3 separate regions of the Mus musculus genome follow, and regions 1 and 2 are each linked to region 3. A link is a contact called in public Hi-C data. All regions are on one chromosome and are shown on one strand. The core of a region is the stretch at or near the end of the contact, and the rest is flanking DNA. Distances in the headings are between cores, read along the strand shown. Region 1 overlaps Nfib (nuclear factor I/B). Region 2 has its middle 23 kb from the start of Gm46886. Region 3 has its middle 83 kb from the start of Gm11264.

Region 1 (4,590 bases), core at 1,170-3,669, 160 kb after region 3:
TGGACAGAATAAATGAGCATGCTTCAGGTTGAATCTATTAATATATTAGAACAAAGAAGACGGCATCCGATCAATAGCACTTACACAGCATGAGTGATTTGCTATACATGGTCTATGTGATTGACCTACCTTAAGGTTTTTCATCCTAACAACCAACATTCATGCTTAGTTTATGGATGAGGAAATTGAAGCCTGAAGTCTTGCCCAACTGTACACTGTATTAGGTAGCAGAAGCCCAGGTCTTAGCCACAGGATTGGAGCCCTGGAATCTGCATTCTTACCCATACTCTTTACTTCAACTCTCTGTGAAAAACATTTCAATTTCCTGTTCCTATATTTGTACTGCAGGTGAATTATAAATGATATCCAATGGCTTATGGCTGACACTTAGATGCATGAGATCTCCTGAACAAGAATAATTCCACATTAGTAACTGTAATTGATTTATCCAATGTTAGTTGCTTTCCAACTGAAAATAATATGTGCCTTTGTTTTGTGTGTGTGCAGATGTGGATGTATGACAGTAATTTGCTTTTGAGCCCCCTTTTACAAGGGGCCAGAGTGAAAGTGAATTATACTACATGCTTTATAGAGGTCCTGGATTTCTTTGATTTATTTTTCCCATTTTTAATGATCATTATCGCCATATGAATGATCCTATTTGCATGCAAGATGATTTCTAATGATTATAACTATTTGTAATAGTCTGCATCAGAAAGCCCCCTCGCTAGCTCTTACCTGCTCTGCAAAGGGCCCCAGTGGGCTCTCTGGGAAACACCAAATATCATAAACTGCAGGTGGCTCATAGAATGAATCTAACTGCAAGCAATAGCACTTCATAGTAATGAAAGAGAAGTGTATTTATTTCTTAACTAAGTAGGTAAATAGCCTTCTTTATTGTTAATCCTTGGGGAGCCACACTTTTGAAAATAACATCAAATGGGAGGCTGTCAAACCTCATTGGTTTATAGTCAATTGTTTCAGACGGCTTTGCTTCTGGGGGACGCTGGATCAAGGGTTCATTGTAGCACGCATTAGTGAAAGTATTTTCCAAATTTAAAAAAAAAAGGGGGTATCATATACCAGTGAAGTACTGCATCTGCAAAAGACGACACGCAATAGTGACTTCACATGGGGACAGCGCAGCTGTCTAGGGAACCAGATCATTGCTACCCTTTGCTTTTACTATAGAGGCTTCCTTCCACACATGATGTTAGAAGGCCCTTCAACAAGGGAACCCAGGCACTTCAAAAGTCACAAAAACTTACTTGCTTACAACAGTCAAATGTAAATAAGATTTAAAGGGCAATCCTTCCCCTCAATCAGGAAATTAAGCATATTTTTTAAAGATTTGATTTTGCTCATATTTTAGAGCTAAAAAACCTATGATAGAAAATTATGAAGTTGTTAACTACAAATCAATTACAAGACACCCGTGCATGCATACACACACACACACACACACACACACACACACACAGACACACACACTTATGAAGCTACCGGATGTTATTGCCAATTAAAATATAAAAACATACAGGCCAACTGTAGTCATTTACTCCTCCCAGACCATGCCACAGGGAAGCCCACATGTTGATTTCCAGCCTTTCTCTAGTCTGTATTCCTCTCCACCCCTGGGCTTCTTTTCAATGCTATTGTTACAAGGGTTACTGCTCCTCTTATTTGCATAAGTGATTCTTCAACTACAGACATTTCCCTACCAAAAAAAAAAAAACTCCGGTTCTCCAAAATAGTGCTTTTCACAGAAAGGCTCCCCAAAGGCATACTAAATGAAAGAGAAATGTGAGTTTGTATAAAAGCCAGGAGACTCTTTCACAAATGATTTTTCTTAAAAGCAAATACTAGTATTATTTTTACAGTTTTGCTTCTAAAGAAGAGGACTTGTTTATACCAGATTTCTGAAGAGTAAGATGTCAAGGAGTTAACAATTATATTTATGACATTGGCCCTTTCACTGTGTTCACATATGCAGAGAGCTCCCAGAACGAAGAAAATAGGAGAGGAAACTCTATTTCTACACTTTCTGATATGCAACATAAATATTATTATTCCCCATGTGGAAATTCAACAGGCTTTTGTCTTTACTGCTGTAGCATTTCCTATAAAAATACATTCATTTCTAGGCTCTATTATTTAAATATGACCTGATTCACAGTACACCTAGTTCCAGCTCCTTGATCACAACAATGAAGTGATGGTGTGTGGGCCGCAATGGAGCTGACTTCCTCAGCAGAGAGTGTGCGTGTTTACACGGTGCTTTGCATAAACCATCTTCAAACAAGGTCAGCATTTAGCACACTTCCTTTAGCTGCAAAAGGGTTAACCAGTAAGGTTTGCATTTTGAGAATGTTCTGAATCCTGCTCCTCCCTCTCTGGCTCTGCTGCCAAAAACCATCTGACAGGAAACGGAAGATTAAGTTTGTCCTACCTAGGCGAACAAAGAGTGCTCTGAACGAGCTCCCACTTCACTGCAGAGCGGGAACTTTTCTAATCCCGCTGGAATCTGCAGCGCTGCTCTGAAAGTACCATGGAGAAAGTTGTTCTCTTTCCTCTAACATCTTGTCCCTGGATCATCTCGCTTTGGCCACACTGTCCATCCAAAAGGGTTGACGGGAAAGCTCCAGACATAATCATGTGGAAAATGGACATTATTGATTCCTATGGCCCATTGTTCCCCCATGCTAAGTCCCTGAAGTTCAAGTTCAATCTGGAATTACATCATGTCTGGTTTCTCCTGGTTACCAGACGGCTTGAGACGTGACCACAGCTACAGAAAAAACAAACAGCCTTCTTCACGCTTCGGCTCCCCTATCGATTCAAACGTAAACTTTTTTTCTTTCTCTCAAGTATGCTTCAAGTATGGAGCATGGTTAATTTAGAGATTAAGTTCCAAATTAGATTATCTAATGGCATCTTAATGGATTGCTGACCCATTTCCTGTGGGATGGCAGCATGCAAGTCTGGCTGGAATACAATTAATTTCTTAGGAAGTGTTCTGAAGAGTTTGTCTAGATAAAAAGGAAACGGCCAGTTGGACAAATCTCTCTTTATAAATGGAGAAAGGTAGGCGAAAATGATGTCTCAACACTGCTTCCAATAGCCAGATCAGAGACAGAGACACTGTGTGTGTGTGTGTGTGTGTGTGTGTGTGTGTGTGTGTGTGTGTGTGTGAGCGAGTGAGTGAAAACCATTTCGGATAATCTGAATAAAATACTACCGCCTTCAGTTTTGCTCTCCCAACAGGTGCAAATGATGCTGATGAGGACAGAAAGTCACTGCTTTCACGAGACTATTCAAAGCAAAGGATGACAACAGCAGCTGCCCTGGTACCAAACCCTGCTCAGATGCAACCTTAGATTTCATAATTCTCAGCCTTGAACCAAGGACTCACCTATGCCACCTAGCTTGTCAGCATTTCTATTAGTCCTGGAGTGGTGCTAGGGCCCCAGGATGCTGTATAAAAATGTGAACACTTTAGAGCCAACAGCTGAAAAGAAGATTCAGAGATGGGAATCCAGCTTCCCCTCCTCCCCCCAGCCCCCCAAACACACACACACACACCACCACCACCATCCCAAGGAACTTCAGAAACAACCCAGCTGCCCCGGACTGCAGTTTTGTGTCAAGATAAGAAATCCTGAGCAGGAAATGCTAACCTAGGAGACATGCCAGGATAGTCTAAATAATGCTGAAGTAAACAGTAGCTTAATTCTATAGGAACAGGACTGTCCACATACATGCATCGCATGTGACACTTACCTGTCTACATAAACGTACACGTGTGAATGCAGTTTGCAACCTACTGAAAATTATCTTTAAGTTTTTGGTTTTTAGTCTTTCGATAGAGAACATACATTTTATAAAGAAAAGCAGTGTTTCACAATAACTACTGAGCATGCCATGCACACGGCTGCCCCTTTGCTTTGCCCTCCCCCTGACCAGCCAGATCCAAATAACCTTTACTGGCTGCTAAACTTCTCTTGGGAAATCAAGCAACTCTCTGGAATTGCAGTAATAAACGACAATTTCTTACAAAAACACGTGTAAAGTAATGGCAGGATGAAGCATTCAACTCAAAGAGAGGAACTGGGAACACATGGAACATGGAAAACCACTGATAAAAGTCTCTTTGGTGCCATTCAATTATGGCATCATAAGCAGGAAAAAAAAAATCCTCCCAATTATTTCAGTCAAATCTTCATTTCTTCATTATTTCAGGGGCTGAGCAAATGGTTCGTGTAAACATATCCTTCTGTAACACACTCGTGTTTATTTTAGCCATCTGAAGGCTTCTTCTGTTTATATAAGCCATCAAACACATACAACTACTCACTTGTGGCTTTGCGTTTTCTTAAAGGGGTGGAAGGGCGAGAAGGGAAGAGGAAACGGTCAATCCAGCGTCTCTTTTGCATAAATCACCCATCCAGTGTTTCAAAATAACTTATATTTTTATTATTCTCAGATTGTCCTCCAGCGTTCTTTTTGCATTCGATTACACTGTCCCTTCGTATCTGAGAGTGCCAGAGTCAGGCTAGGGTCTAAAGAGAGCAAGTAACTGTTCTGTGTTCA
Region 2 (4,808 bases), core at 944-3,443, 190 kb before region 3:
CCAGACACAAATCCTTTAACCTACATATTGTCCTGCCTACAGAGTGTGTTAGGACCAGAACCTAGTAGAATGAAGAGACTAGAGAGACATCATCTAGCCACTGTTCAGAACAGATGCAGAATACCACAGACAAACATTAGGCAAAGCTTAGGGAGACCTGTGGAAGATGCCCAGCGATGATTAGGGAAGCAGAGAGGTCAAGGACCCACCACGAGAACATGATCCGAAGAATCAACTGACCTGGATTCACGGGAACTCGCAGAGATCAGGGAGCCTGTCTCCTGGATATATGTTATAGCTGAGTAGTTTGGTGTTCTTGTGGAAATCCCAACAATGGGAGCAAGGGCTGTCCCTGACTCTTTTGACTACTTGTGGGACCCTTTTCCTCCTACTGGATTGCCTTGTCCTGCATTTCCTTGATATGATGAGATGTGCCTGGTCTCATCGTAGATTGTTATAAAATGTTGTTTGATGACTCTGGGAGGTCTGTTCTTCTCTAAAGGAAGTGGGTGGATCTGGGGGGGAAGAGAAGGCGCAGGGTGGCTTGCGGAGATGATAGCGGCAGGGGAGAACTGGGGAACTGTGATGGGGTGGGTGTAATATATGAAAGGGAATAAAAATAAATTCCTCCTTAGTGAGATACTGATCTCTCCTACACGTTTTTGTTGGCTTTTTAAAATTCACAAGGCGGGGCTGGTGAGATGGCTCAGTGGGTAAGAACAACCGACTGCTCTTCCAAAGGTCCAGAGTTCAAATCCCAGCAACCACATGGTGGCTCACAATCATCTGTAACGAGATCTGGCTCCCTCTTCTGGAGTGTCTGAAGACAGCTACAGTGTACTTACATATAATAAATAAATAAATCTTTAAAAAAAAATTCACAAGGCATCAAGCCTACTTTGGGCACCACTCAGTATAAAAGCAGTCAATGGATAAATGAATGTCTCTGCACATTAACTGCTGTCAGTATTGATTCAAATCACACTTGAGCATATTGCTTGAAGAAACCAAACAGCATTCATTCTTATGGTTTTACTTAAAGTTGTTCTTGTATCAAGCTAAACCACAGCAGTATTTTAGGGACCCTAATTACACCGACACCTTCTATTCCTCCATTCTCTTCACCTCCTTATAGTACAAAGCTGTCTATACGCACACGCTTTAACTAGAGTTATTCAAAGGGAGGAGCTATACTTTTGCAAGATGCAGTGAGACTATAGTGAGAAACAGAGAAATGTCCCTGTCTCTCAATCAGTTACTGAAGAACTATTGCTGAGAACATTGTTGGCTCCTCAGTGTATTTATTGTTTTTATAAGGGGAATTTTGCTCAGCTACAAAAAGAATTTTGTTTTCATTTTTTTTGTTTGTTTTGTTATTGTTGTTTGCTATCTTTTGTTTTTCTTTGTGTGTTTTTTTTTTTCAAGACAGAATTTTTCTGTGTAGCCCTGGCAGTCTCTCTCTATACACCAGGCTGGCCTCGAACTCATAGAAATCTGCCTGCCTCTGCTCCCTGAGTGCTGGGATTCATAGAATGTGCCACCACCACCCGGCTAGTTTCATTTTTTTCTCAAAGCGGACTCCGTGCTGTGTGAGCACAGAGAGTCTCTTTTCTCGTTGACTAGCTTTCTGTGTGTATAGTTTCTATTTTATTTTTAATTATGTGTGCATGCATATGAAGGTAGGTACCCAAGGAAGCCACAAGAGGGTGTCAGATCCCTGCATCTGAGGATACAGGTGGCTGTGAGTCACCCTATGTGGGTACTAGGAACAACACCCAGGCCCTCTAAAATGAGTCCTTAACTACTGAGTCATCTATTTAGACCACTATCTGTGTATTTTAATGTGTTATGCTTTATGGAACATTACAAGCTGTGCCTTCTTTCCCCCTTTTCTTCATCTTCTAATGGGAAAACACTACTTTTAAAAAGAAAAGAACACCGTGTTGGCAATGTTTAGTGTGCAAAATGTTCAGGACTGATGAGAGTGAGGAGGGTCCCAAGTCTGCACATTTATCAGCAACTGTCCCAAAAGGTTAATCGGCTTGGAGTGTCTCTTCTCAGTATTCCCAACACTTCCATTTTAAATCCCAAGTTTATCTTGCTTTTAAAAATATTTGCCCCGTGACTCCATTTGCAAGCCTGGGAGTCCAGACATGATTACTCCAAATTGGAGACCTTCAGACTGGGAAGGACTATAGTCCAAGGTCAGAGCAAGTGACGGTACTGGGGCAGCAGCCTGCCCTGGGGATTTATCTGCTAGGTTTCAGGAGTGACAGTAAAGAACTGGGCTGCCTGATGAACCCAATGAACAGAAAAAAAAATCTGTCCAAACATGGAAAGCTCACTGCAACGATTGAGGAAACATTGCCTATTTGTTTGGAGTACATTTAATTATTTTTAAACATGTGCAGCTTGTAGTTCAGTGAACATGTCAGGGATAATAGAAGACGAAAGGCAAATGAGGAGAGGCGGTGCTGGTCCTGGAGTGGCTCTTCTCCACAGCTGGCTGCTGGGTGAAACAGTTCCTTCCAAAGTGTGGCTCCTTGTCTGTCACCTAATGAAATGCAGTAGGGGGATTAATGTCATTAGCTGAGGCCAACCTGCTGTGTAGTAAACAGAGATATCCCCCCCCCTCATTTGGGGGGAGTGTTCCTCAGCTCCTACCCACTGGCCTGCAAAGGTCACTCCCCAGCCTTCTATTAGTTAAATGGGAAGAAATTAACTGGGCTGGAGAATCTTGTGGTCTGTTTGAGGGAGAGCAGGCTCTAGGCAATTTAGCATCCAAGTCTGCACCTCCCTCCCTTCTCTTGCACTAATTGGAGCTTAAATTTCTTCTTGGAGGGGGTTGGGGGGTGAGGTGGGGTGGGGGACATGGGAGGATAAAAGCCCTCCAAATAAATGTTTTACAGAAGAAGAAAGAGGAGGAAGCAGAGGGTTTTGTTTTGATAAGCAAATTAACACAGAACATGGGGGATGATCTTGGATTGTCTTGTTCATCTCTCTCATGAACCATGAGCACTTCTCACATTTATCTGCAAAGTCAAATGCTCAGAAATGCATGTCTTGCTCTACACAAACTGCCAGGAATGTAGACAGCCAACAGTAGCCAAGTGTAAAAGTTAAAATTTTATAATCTCTGGAATATGCACAAATCTTGGTTCTAAAGAACTTGAACTACTGGAAGAATGGTGGGGAAAGAATTCTGAAAAGACCGGCATGCACTTGCAGAGGACAGTGACAGCTCAGAGCCACAAACCGCAAACTTGAGTTACACGCAGCAATCCCAGCTAGATGTAAAATAAAAGGAAGAAATAACAAGTGAGAAAAGAACAAGAAAGTTTGAGGACAATATGATGAGAGAGCTCCAGCTGACTCTGCATCACACACCGCCTTGTGAGGTCTGCCCTTAACCCTTTCTTTATCGAAACAGAGCATCCCTTTGTACTGAGAGCTTTTAACGGCACTCTAACATGGGCACTGTGGCATTTTTGCAGCAATAGATATTAGTATCAACGATTATTATGAAGGATAAAGGAAAAAGAATCTCAGAGTCATTTGCATTTTTATGTTGCAAACTTGGTTCTGATCCACTCACATCCTCCAGTCTTCCTGGGACTTCTGGTAGTCTTGTTTTTAAAGGGCACTATGGCAGACTTACTATTCTCTCCTTATTAGCAGGCCAGTATGGTGAAGATGGAAAGTTGGTAACATCCTTCAAAAAGATCCAGGAAAAAAAAACCTTTAGCAGTTCAAGGCTAATAGTCCAGAGACCATAACAGTTTTGGGACAGAAATGATGTCTTAGGACTCAATACTGCCCCATAGATTGTTCTTACTGGTCATCTGGCTGCTTTCCTGGGTTCTATGCCACAAGTATTCAAGAAGGAGCCTTGACTCCATCTATATGGGATAGTCAGATGTCTGAGATAATCTTCTGCCTTTTGCAGTTTCCACTGTGCCCCAAGTATCATGCTAACTGTGCCCCAAGTATCATGCTAGTATCATGCTAGAAAGATCGTTGTCTTACTCACCCAGCTACTTTTTGGTCCTTCCAATAGTCATTAAGTTCCCCATGCCCCGACACACTCCTAAGACTCTTAACCAGGCCATAGTCATCTTTCCCCGTCTTTGCATTTAGATTTAATCCCTGGTCAGCTGGGATAGGTCAGTCCTCATAGAACCCTCTGTGCCTAGTCTCACCCTGCCCTGCATATGTTTTATTTCTCCTGGACTGTTTCTGCTTCAAAAACCAATCTAGGCCATGGCTGCTCAGGGTAGGGCAAGATAAAGATAAGGCAAATGCAGAGAAGGCTCCTTTCTAGTCTCTAAGATCTGTGCAGGATCTAACTCTCAGGAGGATGTATATTTATAACTTTATTTCTATATTAGCTACATTTATATCTAAAATGCATGCACTTATGTATTAAAGTAGAAGTTGGACTTTTGAATAAGAGAAGAGACCAATGAAAGTAGAGACCCAGCCCTTCTCTCTGAAACATCCTAGGATATTCCCAGTTGCCTGGCCAAAGCCAGCAGTTCTCATGTGTGATAAAATAAACTCTTCCAGCTGGGGAATGCTGGGGTTATATTTTTATCTCTGGTGTCTGGTGACTGCATAAACTAGAGGAACAAAGATAGAATGATTTATACGTGTCATTAGAAACGTAAGATTTTTAAGGGTTAGTAAACATGTACAGTATGGGACATATTAGATGTACCATTTGTATAATACAAAACACTCCCTGCAACCTTGAATACTTGCAAATTTGATGCAGAGAGAAAGTGAGGTACTGAATATCTTTCTATTCT
Region 3 (4,348 bases), core at 403-2,902:
CAACAGTCCACACCACAACTTGGCTTCCTTTCCTGTGTCCTATGAATCTCATTCTACCTGGGCTCTGCCCGAGTCCCTGTTCCTTGAGCACGAAGTTGCTTCTATCTCTATCTCTAAGCCATCCCTTCCCCCTAAAATATCCTTCATCTTTGTTCAATATGGTAAGGTTATACCGACATGTATAAAACGGAGCAGAAAGACTCAGAAGTCTTCTGCATCGATTCTATCATCCTGTCAATTCTTTTACACTGTGTCCTAAAACATTTTGTCATATCAAAGATCATTATTCTCTTCAAGTGCAGAGATTTTTGCTTTTGTAGTTCACCTTCTTAGGGGCATAGCTATGTTTTAGCCTTTGATATTGCTGCGTGATTTTAAAAAGATCTTGCTGAACACGGTCAATGGTTAAACCAATGAATTAACAATGGAAATATATCAAAAGGCTTTGGTCAAGACAAAGCAAGCTATGGGGAATCAGGAGTGCTGTGACTGAGTTAATTACTCAGAGTAACCAAAACAATGGCTCTGGTATATCATAGTGTGATTTCAAGGAGAAGATAAATATGTTCATCTTTTTCTGAAATTTATTTCCAAAAATAATATTGGCACAAGGGGCAGCAAGTTCCCCAAAGTTTGGTATTCACTGATTTTCAACTGATGTTCTTTGCTGTCCTGTAGCCCACTGCAGAAAGAGGGACATGAAGTTTGTATAAGACTGCTGTGGAAAACCGTACAGAGCTTCAGGGTGACTGTTACTGGCCTTAAAACTATGGGGAAGATCTTTTTAAGTGTGGGGCTCTGTGCAGTTATGCGTGCCTCTCCAAATTTTCACACAGTATTATTAATGATTTCCAAATATACTCTTACAAGAAATGTAACAAAAGAGACTCCTTCTTACTATGAATTCTAAGACCTGTTGTGGAGGTTTCTCTGGACCTACTTTTAAATTATTTTTTTCCAGATTTCCATTCCAAGAAAAAAAAAAAAAACCCTGCATACAATCATTTTCTTACAAGAAAGCAGGGATGTTTTATTATATTGCAGTCTGTTGATGAATGTTATACGTGTTTGGCTATGGTTTCTCTGATCTAAGGGTAACTAAATTTAAAAGGGGAGGGAACTCTTTTCAGAATGTCTGTGTCCAACACAAGAAAACTTCCTCTGCACAAGAGCCAAATGCATAGAATTGACTCTGGCCTCCCAGGACCCTTTATTTTTAAGAGTATTTCATGTTGAGTACAGCCTGCAACTTGAGCCTTCAGCGGGGTGTGACTGAGTAGGGGGATAGTGGCAAGAGTGACAAGACCCTGGCTAATAGGGGAGTCCCCTGGAGGTATGCTGGGTATAATTAGTGGCACAAGGTTACAGCTTGCATGTAATTTACTTTGAAGAAAAAAAAAAAGTCAGCCTCCTGCTACAAAGTGCATTTACGGGTTTAGAAGGGAGTCTGTTGACCTTCCCTCCTCCCTGAGGTTGGCCGCCTAACTGATCCCTTTTGCATTCCTTTCTTTATTCTAGTGGAGACTTTTTTTTCACCCTTTACACAAATATACACCCACACCTCATCCACTTAAACTCACTCCCACTCCAACAGATGCACAAGGGCACCAAGTCAGGGGACATTCCCCCAGCCAATATGCCATGAGGTCTCTGGGTCTTGGATGCTGTTGCCAAAACCGGCTGTGCTCTTCTGCCAAGTTCCCTCCCTCTTTGAATGACATCTGAAGGGACAAAGGGGCAAAAGATGATCACAGGACATTTTTGGTGTCAACACCACTTTACATGACGTATTCAAGACCTCTAGTCAAAACAGGGAGTGGAGAATGATGATAGGGTAGAGGCGATGGCAAGACAGCCAGCTAGACAAATTCCAGGACCATATGCAGTGAGGGCTGCTACTCACTTCCTCTCTGAAGCAAAGAATTAAGAGCAGAGATGTCTTCCACCTGAGCAGAATGTTGCACCCTATATGAACTCTACCACAAACTAATGCTATTCCAGAAGAAGGGGATGAGCATCCTTGGACCTATGACTGCTATTTAGCTTCACATCATTAGTCCTTAAACTCTGAATTAACTAAGACAAATTGAGATACCTAGTAACCTAGTTAATTTACTTGAGATAAACTTTATCCATTAGGTTTGTATCCATTAAGCATCTCTCCCAAATAATTGGTACATCTTCCTGCTACCTCTCCTAGTTTGTCTAGAAAAGAAAATAAGTCACAATTCTCGCAAAGCAATTATTGAGCTACTTTTACTAAAAGCTCTCACACTCTCTTCTCCTCATTTACTCTGAGTAGCTGGAGGTAGGGAGGCACAAATTTTTATTTTGGTGGGCTAATGCTTTTTTAATTTTATAAACTTTATTATTTAAAAACACTTGCAAATAAGCAAAAAAAAAAAAAAATCACATGCCAAAATTAACCAGACCCAAAGTCTACACAACTTAATGAACTTCTATACAATTAGAGTAGGCATTTGGAAAGGAATTCTGCAGCTTCACATTAATTTTATACTTTTAGTATTAGATATATTTTCTACACTTATCTACCACCACCACCACCACCCCAAAATTCATGACAATATCAAAACTTTCTAAAGCAACTTTATATTATCTTTCACAACAAGGAAAGGACATAAGTTATGAAATATATTTTGAATCTTCCCATATCCTGCTTAATCTATTCATAAGGACAGTGTCTCTAATTTGGGGTTTTCATTTATTCTACAGGTATTCACTGAATTCCTATGCAGCACAGACCTGAGACACCACTAGAGTTTTGAAATGCAACCTCATTTCCCAGCAAAGAAAACTGATATAAGTATCTCAAACTCTTTTAGGAGGTCAAGTTTGACCTAAGCAATTCCAAGTCCAATTCCCATTTAACATGGAAATTTGCACAGTGCAAATCTCTATTCTTCTCCAAGTTTCCAGATGCTACAGGGTCATCAAGAACAAAGCTCCTCCTTTTGAGCATCCAGCCAAGCCTGTCAGAGGCAGGGCTACCTGGCTGATAGATTGCTCTGCTGGAAGAGGTGGCTGCACACATGGACAGGATACATGAGGTGGCTCATAAAACTTACGAGCCATGTTCTGTGGTGTGGCCTGGGTGAGAGATGGTTCAGCTTCAGTGGAGGGATAATTAAAACCAATTAAGTGTTGCTGGAGAGATGGCAGGATTCCACTAAGACTTCAAGGGTGTGTAAACTTGCTCTGGGAGAGGGCCAGGAGCCCAAGGCCCTCACCTTATTTATTTAGGGAAGAAAAAAATCTAAACAGATTGTTGAACCATGGGAAACCTTGCATACTGGCCATTTAGTCTCATCAAGAAGACATCATCTAATGGAATCTAAAAAGGATTTTGGATCTCTGGTTCTCCTAAACGTCCTGGGTCATCTGATTATGAAATGTATACCCACACTTCACTAACCCAGATGATCCTCCCTATATATTTGGGGGGGGGGGGGCTGACACCATAATTGGATTCCTTCTTTTGATTTGTGGGCTAACACCTTTGGGAGTTGAGTTTATAAAAATGAGATACAGTACAGGAAAAGAAACCTGAAATCTAAGGACAGACGAAGGGGATGTTATTTAAGAAGAGGAAGTTCTAGCTAGAAATACAAACACAAGAGGCATGAGATTATAGAACATGAGAAAGAAGGCTCCAGAACAATCTTGTGAAATCAATAGGTGAGAGCACTGAAGGACCAGAGCCAATGAAAACCTAATATGTTGCCTTGGTTTCCTAAGACACTGAGGATGGTAGCACTCAGTGCTAGATACACCTCGGATATGGTGGCCTTTCAATTGCAGTCTATGATATCCAGTATCTATTTTTTTTTGTTTGGTTATAGTTTTGTTTGCATTTTTCTTGATCTGTTTACCTCTGTCTTAAAACTTTAGCTATAATTTGTTTGTTTGCTCTTATCATCTAGGAGAAATGAATCCTCAGATAAAGATAACGAAATGGAGAGCTGGATTAAGATTAGACACATTCAAGTTTTAGAGAAAGCAAAAGATAGGGGGTTCTAGAATCCTGGGCCCTTCTCTTTGTCTTTGTTTTTCCCCTGGAAAAAAACAAGAGCTGAGTATTAGGTGTTCTCCATGATCACCTACTTCATGTTGAGTGGACAGAAATAAAGCTGAAAGTCTGCACAATGCACCCAACAGAACGTACGGCTTGCTGTTTTCCTTCCACTAGAGAATATAAAGGTAAAGGTTTTGTCAGCCTGGCCCGACACTTCAGAGAACTTAAATAATGCTCCTACACGCTGTCAGCAGGGAAGAATGGAAGCTTTGTCTCATACGCAGAAATACATTTCCTCCAGGAATAAATAAGAAC

Evidence for each region. A called contact is a pair of places that touch in the nucleus more often than the background predicts.
Region 1: a Hi-C map of the N1E-115 cell line shows a contact between it and region 3, with 4 times the contacts expected there. The contact joins two enhancer-like sites. A contact is called at or near these places in 2 of 39 promoter capture datasets (3T3-L1-derived adipocytes and hippocampal neurons), 1 of 484 Hi-C or Micro-C datasets (the N1E-115 cell line) and 1 of 9 other capture datasets (embryonic stem cells).
Region 2: a Hi-C map of the N1E-115 cell line shows a contact between it and region 3, with 10 times the contacts expected there. The contact joins two enhancer-like sites. A contact is called at or near these places in 1 of 484 Hi-C or Micro-C datasets (the N1E-115 cell line) and 1 of 115 datasets of contacts at active chromatin or transcription factors (a beta-TC-6 cell line).

Annotation. Positions count from the first base shown.
Region 1 is chr4:82,301,967-82,306,556 of GRCm38.p6, forward strand. All of the region lies in intron 11 of Nfib (nuclear factor I/B), which reads right to left. Among named protein-coding and RNA genes, the nearest start is that of Nfib, 200 kb to the right of the region's middle. Within about 2 kb of position 2,420, at least 116 of the 459 cell types and tissues checked have an H3K27ac peak or open chromatin away from gene starts, as enhancers often do. A contact at or near this core is called in the N1E-115 cell line, where this site is marked.
Region 2 is chr4:81,954,903-81,959,710 of GRCm38.p6, forward strand. No RefSeq gene overlaps it. Among named protein-coding and RNA genes, the nearest start is that of Gm46886, 23 kb to the left of the region's middle. Within about 2 kb of position 2,194, at least 9 of the 459 cell types and tissues checked have an H3K27ac peak or open chromatin away from gene starts, as enhancers often do. A contact at or near this core is called in the N1E-115 cell line, where this site is marked.
Region 3 is chr4:82,147,044-82,151,391 of GRCm38.p6, forward strand. No RefSeq gene overlaps it. Among named protein-coding and RNA genes, the nearest start is that of Gm11264, 83 kb to the left of the region's middle. Within about 2 kb of position 1,653, at least 12 of the 459 cell types and tissues checked have an H3K27ac peak or open chromatin away from gene starts, as enhancers often do. A contact at or near this core is called in the N1E-115 cell line, where this site is marked.